Linked DNA regions of Mus musculus: region 2 is linked to region 1. Evidence: chromatin contacts called from public HiChIP or PLAC-seq data. All regions are on one chromosome and are shown on one strand. Each heading gives the region's core, a stretch centred on a gene start, on an enhancer-like site or on the middle of the called end of the contact. The rest is flanking DNA. Distances are from core to core; before and after follow the strand shown.

Region 1 (3,251 bases), core at 720-3,219:
TTGGGAACTACCCAATGGGAAGCCCACCCCTCTCTTAACCCAGTCCCATACAGCCCCCCAGAAGACCAAAAAGCACAATGATGTACTGTTAGCTTTTGCTCTCTACCTCACAAGGGGACCTGGGGCCATCTGCTGCATTGTCCTACCTAGGACACACATAAGTGGCTGCAGTGGCTACAAGTTTTCAAACTCAAAAGAACCACTCTCACTGACTTCATGCTCAGGTCTACAGAGTGTGATGGCTCTGCCCTCAACCCTGCACACTCAAGTCTCAGAAGAAGTTACATCATGGAACACTCACCACTGTGACCAACCTTCTAACACACATCCTGTGGTGTAGGAAGTTCACTTTTCCCTGTGAGCAAACAGCCAGTCTCCCTAGGAGCTCAGTTGTAGCAGGGGTGGTACACACTGTCAGATGCACAGGTCCACAACACTGACCACTCTTCCCACACTGGCTAAAGACCAGTGGCTATAATATAGCCTACATCAGTTAACCCACACAGGAGCACCCCAAAATTAGACCTCCCTCTTTGTGAAGGGTATCAGAGGGCATACACATCTGTTGCTTCTAAATCCTTAAAGCCAGTGTGCTCTGTTGCTGTAACACAGGAAGGAGGTGGGAGGAGCACTAAGTCCTAGAAAAAGTACTGCCCACAGTGGACAATCTAAACTGCCCCTTGGTGTGTATCCCAGCACCCAAGCAAGTACCAACTTGCTTGTGGAAAGCAGCTCAGAATATGTCCACTAGATGGCACTGTGACACAGGATAAAGTTAGGTGGAAGTCACAGTGCAGATCTGTCTCTGTGGTTTGGGTTTGAGCAGGGTGAGGTGAGTCACTAGGTGAAGACTCTTTGGGTCCCCACCACTGGTTCCTGCCAGCTGTATTCTCAAGAAGAGTGGCATGGTGGGCAGAGGCTGACCAGCCAGCATCTGGCTGGCTTCCTGATTCCCACATGACAGCTATACGTGCACACTGGCCACAGCCTGAAGGCTTAAGCCTGGAGGTTCTTGAGAGTCAGGCTTCGGCAGCCCAGAAACCAGTCATTTAAAAGAGACCCTGGAAGGGCTGGAGAAATGGCTCTGTGATTAAGACAACATAGGTTTAAATCTCAGAACCCACAAGACAGCTCACTACTGTAACTTAAATTCCAGGGATTTGGACAGCCTCACTCAGACACACAAGCAGGCAAAATAACAATGCACACAAAACAAACAAATTATTTAAAAAAATTGAGAGAGCTAGTGAGATGGCTCCACAGTTAAAAGCACTGGCTACTCTTCCAGAGGACCAGGGCTCAATTCTCAGCACCCACACAGCAGCTCATAAGTTTCTGAATTTTCAGTTCCAGGGTATCTGACACCCTCACAGAGACGTACATACAGGCAAAGCACTGTTGTACAAAAATAAATAATATACAAATACATGAATCTTTAAAAACAAACAAACAAACAAACAACAAAACAGCTTAAAAAAAGAGACCCTGGGCATCTGTCTCCCTCGGGTCTCTTCAAACACTCCAAGTCAATCTCTCCTCCAACATTCCCACCGGCCCTCACCCGAGGTCAGGTTTCAAGGTGATCAGACAGCTTCAATTCCAGGTCCACTGACTGTGCATGCCACCAACTGTATATTGTGTAGCAGAGGAGCAGCCCAGTGCCGTGGCTGTGGTACTGGCCCAGGGGGGTGCCCAAGTGAATTAACAGCTGGGCTTAAGAGGCACCTATGACAGAGTTACAGTCTAGGACTGGCTTTCTAGGCAGACCAAAGGACACCCAACTGTGGAGTTTATCTCTTTCCTATCTTTCTGAGGTGAGTCGTCTAATAAAATTTGAGATGTCTGTGAGGAATGAGGGCACTGCTGGGGCAGAGACCATCCTGGACTTAGGCTTCCTTGGAAGACAGCCCTGACCACTGTTGCTCTCTGACCCCATCCTGGGCCCCAACTAATCAATTTCAGAGATGATGTCACTGCTATCAGTATCACTCAGCATCCCAGCAGCAGCCAGCCTGCCCGGAGTGAACTTCCTCTATGCTAATCAGGCCACCAAAAAGTCATGTGACAAAGGCATTTCCCTCTCTGGTCATGTGACCCTTTAACTGTGCCTTCCAACGTGAAAACCATGGCAACGGGCAGTTCTAACCGGTTTGTGACACACGGCCTTCATTTTGAGAAGAGAGGTAAGGGTTCAGGTGCTGTCAGAAAATGGAGGCTCCACTTTCCCCTTTCTGTGCAGCCTCCAGGCATCCAGTCGCCTGTGGTCATCTCCTACAAAAAACAGAGGAAACCACAAGCCCCTCTCCCTTCCAAACTGAAAGGCTTTCCGAAGCTCAGCTTTTAACAGAAATACCTTCAAGATTCTCTGCACTTTTCTAGATAGCTTTTAACTTAGGAACCAGAATACATGGATCAATCACAGGCACAATTTCAGAGGGAGCCTTTCATGAAACCCATAGGCATAAGAGTAAAATGAAGAGTGACATGGAGAGCTCTGGAGCACGGCCAGGCCGGCAGGGACAACTGCTTTTTCTGGATGCTGTGTGAACCTGTCCTACCTGTCTATGTTGAAAACACACAGTGATGAAGTAGCTTCACATCACCAGTAAAAATCTCCAGAAGCCAGCCAGTCTGGCCATTAGCACCAAAAGCTGTCTCCTACCAGGAATGTGTGCTGTGTCCTGGAGAAGGGGCTGAGCACTGGGATAGCCCACATCAGAGGAGGTGCTTGGATCCTATCCATGTCTCTTCAATCTGATCGGAGGAGGAAGAACACCTACATCAACTGAGGACCAAGTCCTCCTCAGGGCCAGCTTGGCTGTCATGGCCTATACACCTACTCTTCTGCACCCAAACCTTGCACCACAACACAGACTAGCTTGACTCACAAGTCTGTCCACCAAGCCCTGGCTAGCCATGATCTGTCTCTATCACCCTTCAATGGACCTCTGACCTTTGGAATGGCCTGTGTTGGCATTCATTAGCCCCATGGCACATAAGCCAAAAGAGGACATCAGACCTGCAGGGCCCCTTTGTTTCCTAAGGGACTGCTTTCAGATGTCGCCTTTCTCACCTAGTACATGTCTGTGTGAAAACAGACAGACAGATGGGACAGGATGGACAAGCATAGCTACCCTACCCTCTTGAATAGGCCTGACTTCCTTGTCTACACAGCTTGTGTGTCTCTAACTCACAGGAGGGATTCCCCATCCTCCCTATCCCTCTCACATGGGTGTGGTGCAGCCTCAGCT
Region 2 (3,422 bases), core at 367-2,866, 210 kb after region 1:
CCCAAGTGTCATTGTTACTGGGCGTCAACCCAAAGGGCCTACTTTTCACAGGCAGGAAGTTGAGCTCAGAGGTCAAAGGTTTGTCTGAGAACACATAGCCAAACGTTTAATGACGCATGGCCTTGGAAAACAGCTAGGCTGAAGCTGGATGGCCTGGCAAGGAAGGCCCTGCATTTCTGGGCTGGCAGGGCATCCCTCCTGATGTGACCCAGTTACCCTGCCAGGCCTGCTTCCTGGGGCGGACTTAGGAGACACCGGTGGGATGCTAAGGAACCCTCTGGCGCTCACAGAAAGAGGAAAGATCAGAGGCCATTCAACCCAGAGGCTGCTCTGTCTTGGGAGTCTTCATTCAGAGAGCAGGCTGGGGTTCCACCCTCTCCCCAAAGCTGCTGCAGACCAGTGGGAAGTGGCTCCCTAGCTCTCATTCAAACCTGTTGTCTGTGTCACCTGATTCTATGTTTTTGCTAATCCCTGGCCTGGAACTCTTTCTCTTCCAGAAAGCCCTTCCTTTAGAAAGTCTCCCTGCTTCTTCAGTCTCTTTGTTCCTGTGACTCATCCCTGAACCCATGATGTTTGGGGTGTCTATGTCTGGTTTTGTTTGCTCCCACTGGGACACACTCCTCTGCATCCTCTGAAATCCACCTTACACCATTCTTTGACCAAGTCTTCCATAACATGTTAGGAAAGCATTCGCTGAGAGACTGATTTATCCTTCGCGCTGGTGATGGGACCCAGTGCCTTGCACTTTCTGGGCAGCCTGCTATTGAGCTCCTTAGCTGAGGAGATGGCTCAGTTGGTAAAGTAGCTGACCCTGATGACTCAAATGCAATCCCCAGGACCCATGCGGTGAAAGGAGAAAGCTAACTCCTACACGTTATGCTCTAACTTCCACATATTAATAAAAGTAATACAAAAAGTAGACTCTGGAAAATGTTTGAGAGCACTTCCTGTTCTCGCAGAGGACCTACAGTCGGTTTCCAGCAGCCTCACTGGAAGTGGTGGTACAGGAGATCCCATGTTCTCTTCTGGATGGACAATTACCAGACATGTATAGTATACAAACACTCAAGCAAAACACTCATTACACATTAAAGTGTTTTTAATTAAAAAATATACTTTAATCCCAATACGGGGCGTGAAGGTGCATGCCTTTAATCCCAGGGCTCAGGAGGCAGAGGCAGGAGGATTTCTGGGAGTCTAGGCGGCCATTACCTGCGAGGCAAATTCCGGGCAGCCAAATCTACACGAGACCCTGTCTCAAAAATATATTAGGCAGATCTGCTACTGTCCATGTTAGCATGAAACGTAAGCCCTGCAGGAGATGGATTTAGGGTCGGAGCAGGACGCAAGGGCTGGGGGTGACTGATGCACCCAGTAGCACGGCCTCTTCAACATTTATTTTGGCCTCTTTGGAAGGCAATGGGGTGCAGGGCTCCCAAGCTGCATCCACGGCGAGCAAGGCCTTCTGCAGGTAGACATGATCACAGGAAGGCCATGGGAACATTTTGTAGCCACTAGGTGTGTAGTTCAACAGAACCAGAAACCTCAGTGTGAGGGCCCTTTAAGAGGCGAAGGGGAGGTGCCATAAACCCCGCCCCGGCCCCGCGAACGGAACAGTGTCTGTGTAGCACTGCGCGTGCGCTATCCGCACGCGGTTCCGGGTTCGTAGATCTGCAGAGCCGCTGGGGCTCGGTTGGTTTAGAAAGCTGCTTTTAGTGTTCCTCCGGTTCCCAGATCGCCCACCTTGTCATATAGAGGTGGCCGGGGGTAGGGAGTGTGGCCGCTAGATCAAGTTGGGAGTGGCAGCGCCGGGCTTCGAACTCGCGTTCCGCGAGTCATCCTAGAACTGTGATGACTCAGTCTTTGGTTTGTCCGGACACTGTGAGCAGGTGAGACTCAGTGTAGATCTGGGCGCGGGGGCGGAAGAACTGGGAGCTGAGTTGTGGAGACGAGGCCCAGATGGCAGCTAGCTGGGGTCCAGAATCAGGAACCTGGAGCAGCCTGGGGGCGGAGCCAGGTGGTAGAGTCCCGTGGTTTAAGTGGTGTGTTGCCTGGTGCATCTGTTCCCTGGCTGGGGGTGCGGTCTGGTAGTTAAGTTCCTGGCTGTTGGTAGCAGAGTTCTTGGGTGTGGGGCCGGCCGGCCTGGTGGGTGGCTCACAGCAAGGATGTCCAAGTGTTGAGGCCCCTAACCTGGTCCTGTCCTGCAGGGTCAGTTCTGTGCTCAATCGCAACAGCCGGCAATTTGGAAAGAAACATCTTTTTGACCAGGATGAAGAGACGTGCTGGAACTCTGACCAGGTGAGGTGCTTCTATACCCCTTCATTCCAAGTGTAGGGGTGTAGAAGATGCAAGGTTACAGGGTGCCTTGAGATCTCTGGGGAGACTAGAAAGCACAGTGTGCTTGTACCCTTCCTGTGCTGGCCGTGGCAGTGACACTTGAAAGATGAACAGACAAAAAACAAACAAACAAAAAAGGCGGGCAGTGGTGGCACACGCCTTTAATCCCAGCACTTGGGAGGCAGAGGCAGGTGGATCTCTGAGTTCGAGGCCAGCCTGGTCTACAAAGTGAGTTCCAGGACAGCCAGAGCTACACAGAGAAACCCTGTCTTGGGGAAAAAAAAAAGAAAGAAAGATGAACAGAACATCATAGGGCCCTAACCTTGCAGTTACCAAGTGCCTCAGTTTATCCCTCTGCTTCCAGGGCCCCTCCCAGTGGGTGTCACTCGAGTTTCCCCAGTGTGTTCAGATCACACAGCTGCAGGTGCAGTTCCAGGGTGGCTTCTCCAGTCGCCACAGCTGCCTGGAAGGTACAAGAAAGCTGAGAGGTGGGGTGTCCACAGGGTTCCCTGGATTCTTAGCCCATTTCTCCATTGCAGGTTCACGGGGTGGGGAGGCACTCAGCAAGATTGTAGATTTCTACCCTGAGGACACCAATGCCCTTCAGATATCCTGCCTGTCTTGTGGTGGGAGGGATCTGGTTTTCTACAAGCTTCAGGTCTTTGGGTGTGGTGGTAATGGCACTGGGGAGGCTGGGGCAGGAGGATCCAGAATGCCAGGCCAGCTTGGACCAGACCCTGTCTCAAAAGAATCAAAGCTTTGACCTCCTCCGCAGGAGTAGGAACTGCTTCTCTGTGCTTTAGTGCCCTGGAGGGGCAGCAGGAAGATCAGGAGTTCAAGGTCAGCCTCAACTACAGTTTGAGGCCAGCCTGGGTTACCTGAGACCCCCATATTTAAAAGAAAAAGAAAAAAAGGTGCTATTGATTTCTTGCTGGGTATGAGAATCAAGAGCCTTTAGTCAGTGGCCCATCGGGTGGTCTCTGGACTGGGAAGGTGGGGCCTGATGGGTCAGAGATAAAACCACCATTTCCTTGACTGCAAGAAGTCACACCTTCTCCATCCCCACAATGGAGGTGGACCGACTG

The links. HiChIP or PLAC-seq counts read pairs in DNA pulled down with a chosen protein or histone mark.
Region 2: a contact with region 1 is called in a RAD21 HiChIP or PLAC-seq map of pro-B cells, with 7 times the contacts expected there. The contact joins the promoter of Nr2c2ap here to the enhancer-like site in region 1. A contact is called at or near these places in 6 of 39 promoter capture datasets (the 3T3-L1 cell line, the C10 cell line, fetal liver and 3 more), 2 of 15 datasets of contacts at CTCF or cohesin (large pre-B cells and pro-B cells), 38 of 484 Hi-C or Micro-C datasets (B cells, CD4 T cells, the G1E-ER4 cell line and 26 more), 28 of 115 datasets of contacts at active chromatin or transcription factors (the HPC-7 cell line, the SCID.adh cell line, Th17 cells and 20 more) and 3 of 9 other capture datasets (adipose tissue, liver and pancreatic islet).

What each region holds. Positions count from the first base shown.
Region 1 is chr8:69,918,397-69,921,647 of GRCm38.p6, forward strand. All of the region lies in intron 3 of Gatad2a (GATA zinc finger domain containing 2A), which reads right to left. Among named protein-coding and RNA genes, the nearest start is that of Tssk6, 18 kb to the left of the region's middle. Within about 2 kb of position 1,970, at least 268 of the 459 cell types and tissues checked have an H3K27ac peak or open chromatin away from gene starts, as enhancers often do. A contact at or near this core is called in B cells, the G1E-ER4 cell line, the HL-1 cell line and 31 more, where this site is marked.
Region 2 is chr8:70,129,711-70,133,132 of GRCm38.p6, forward strand. It overlaps Nr2c2ap (nuclear receptor 2C2-associated protein), which reads left to right and starts at 1,617. Exons shown (of 5, transcript NM_001025586.2): 1 at 1,617-1,889; 2 at 2,208-2,298; 3 at 2,702-2,807; 4 at 2,877-2,944; 5 at 3,387-3,422. The coding sequence starts at 1,852. It overlaps Rfxank (regulatory factor X-associated ankyrin-containing protein), which reads right to left. Exons shown (of 9, transcript NM_011266.2): 9 at 1,096-3,422.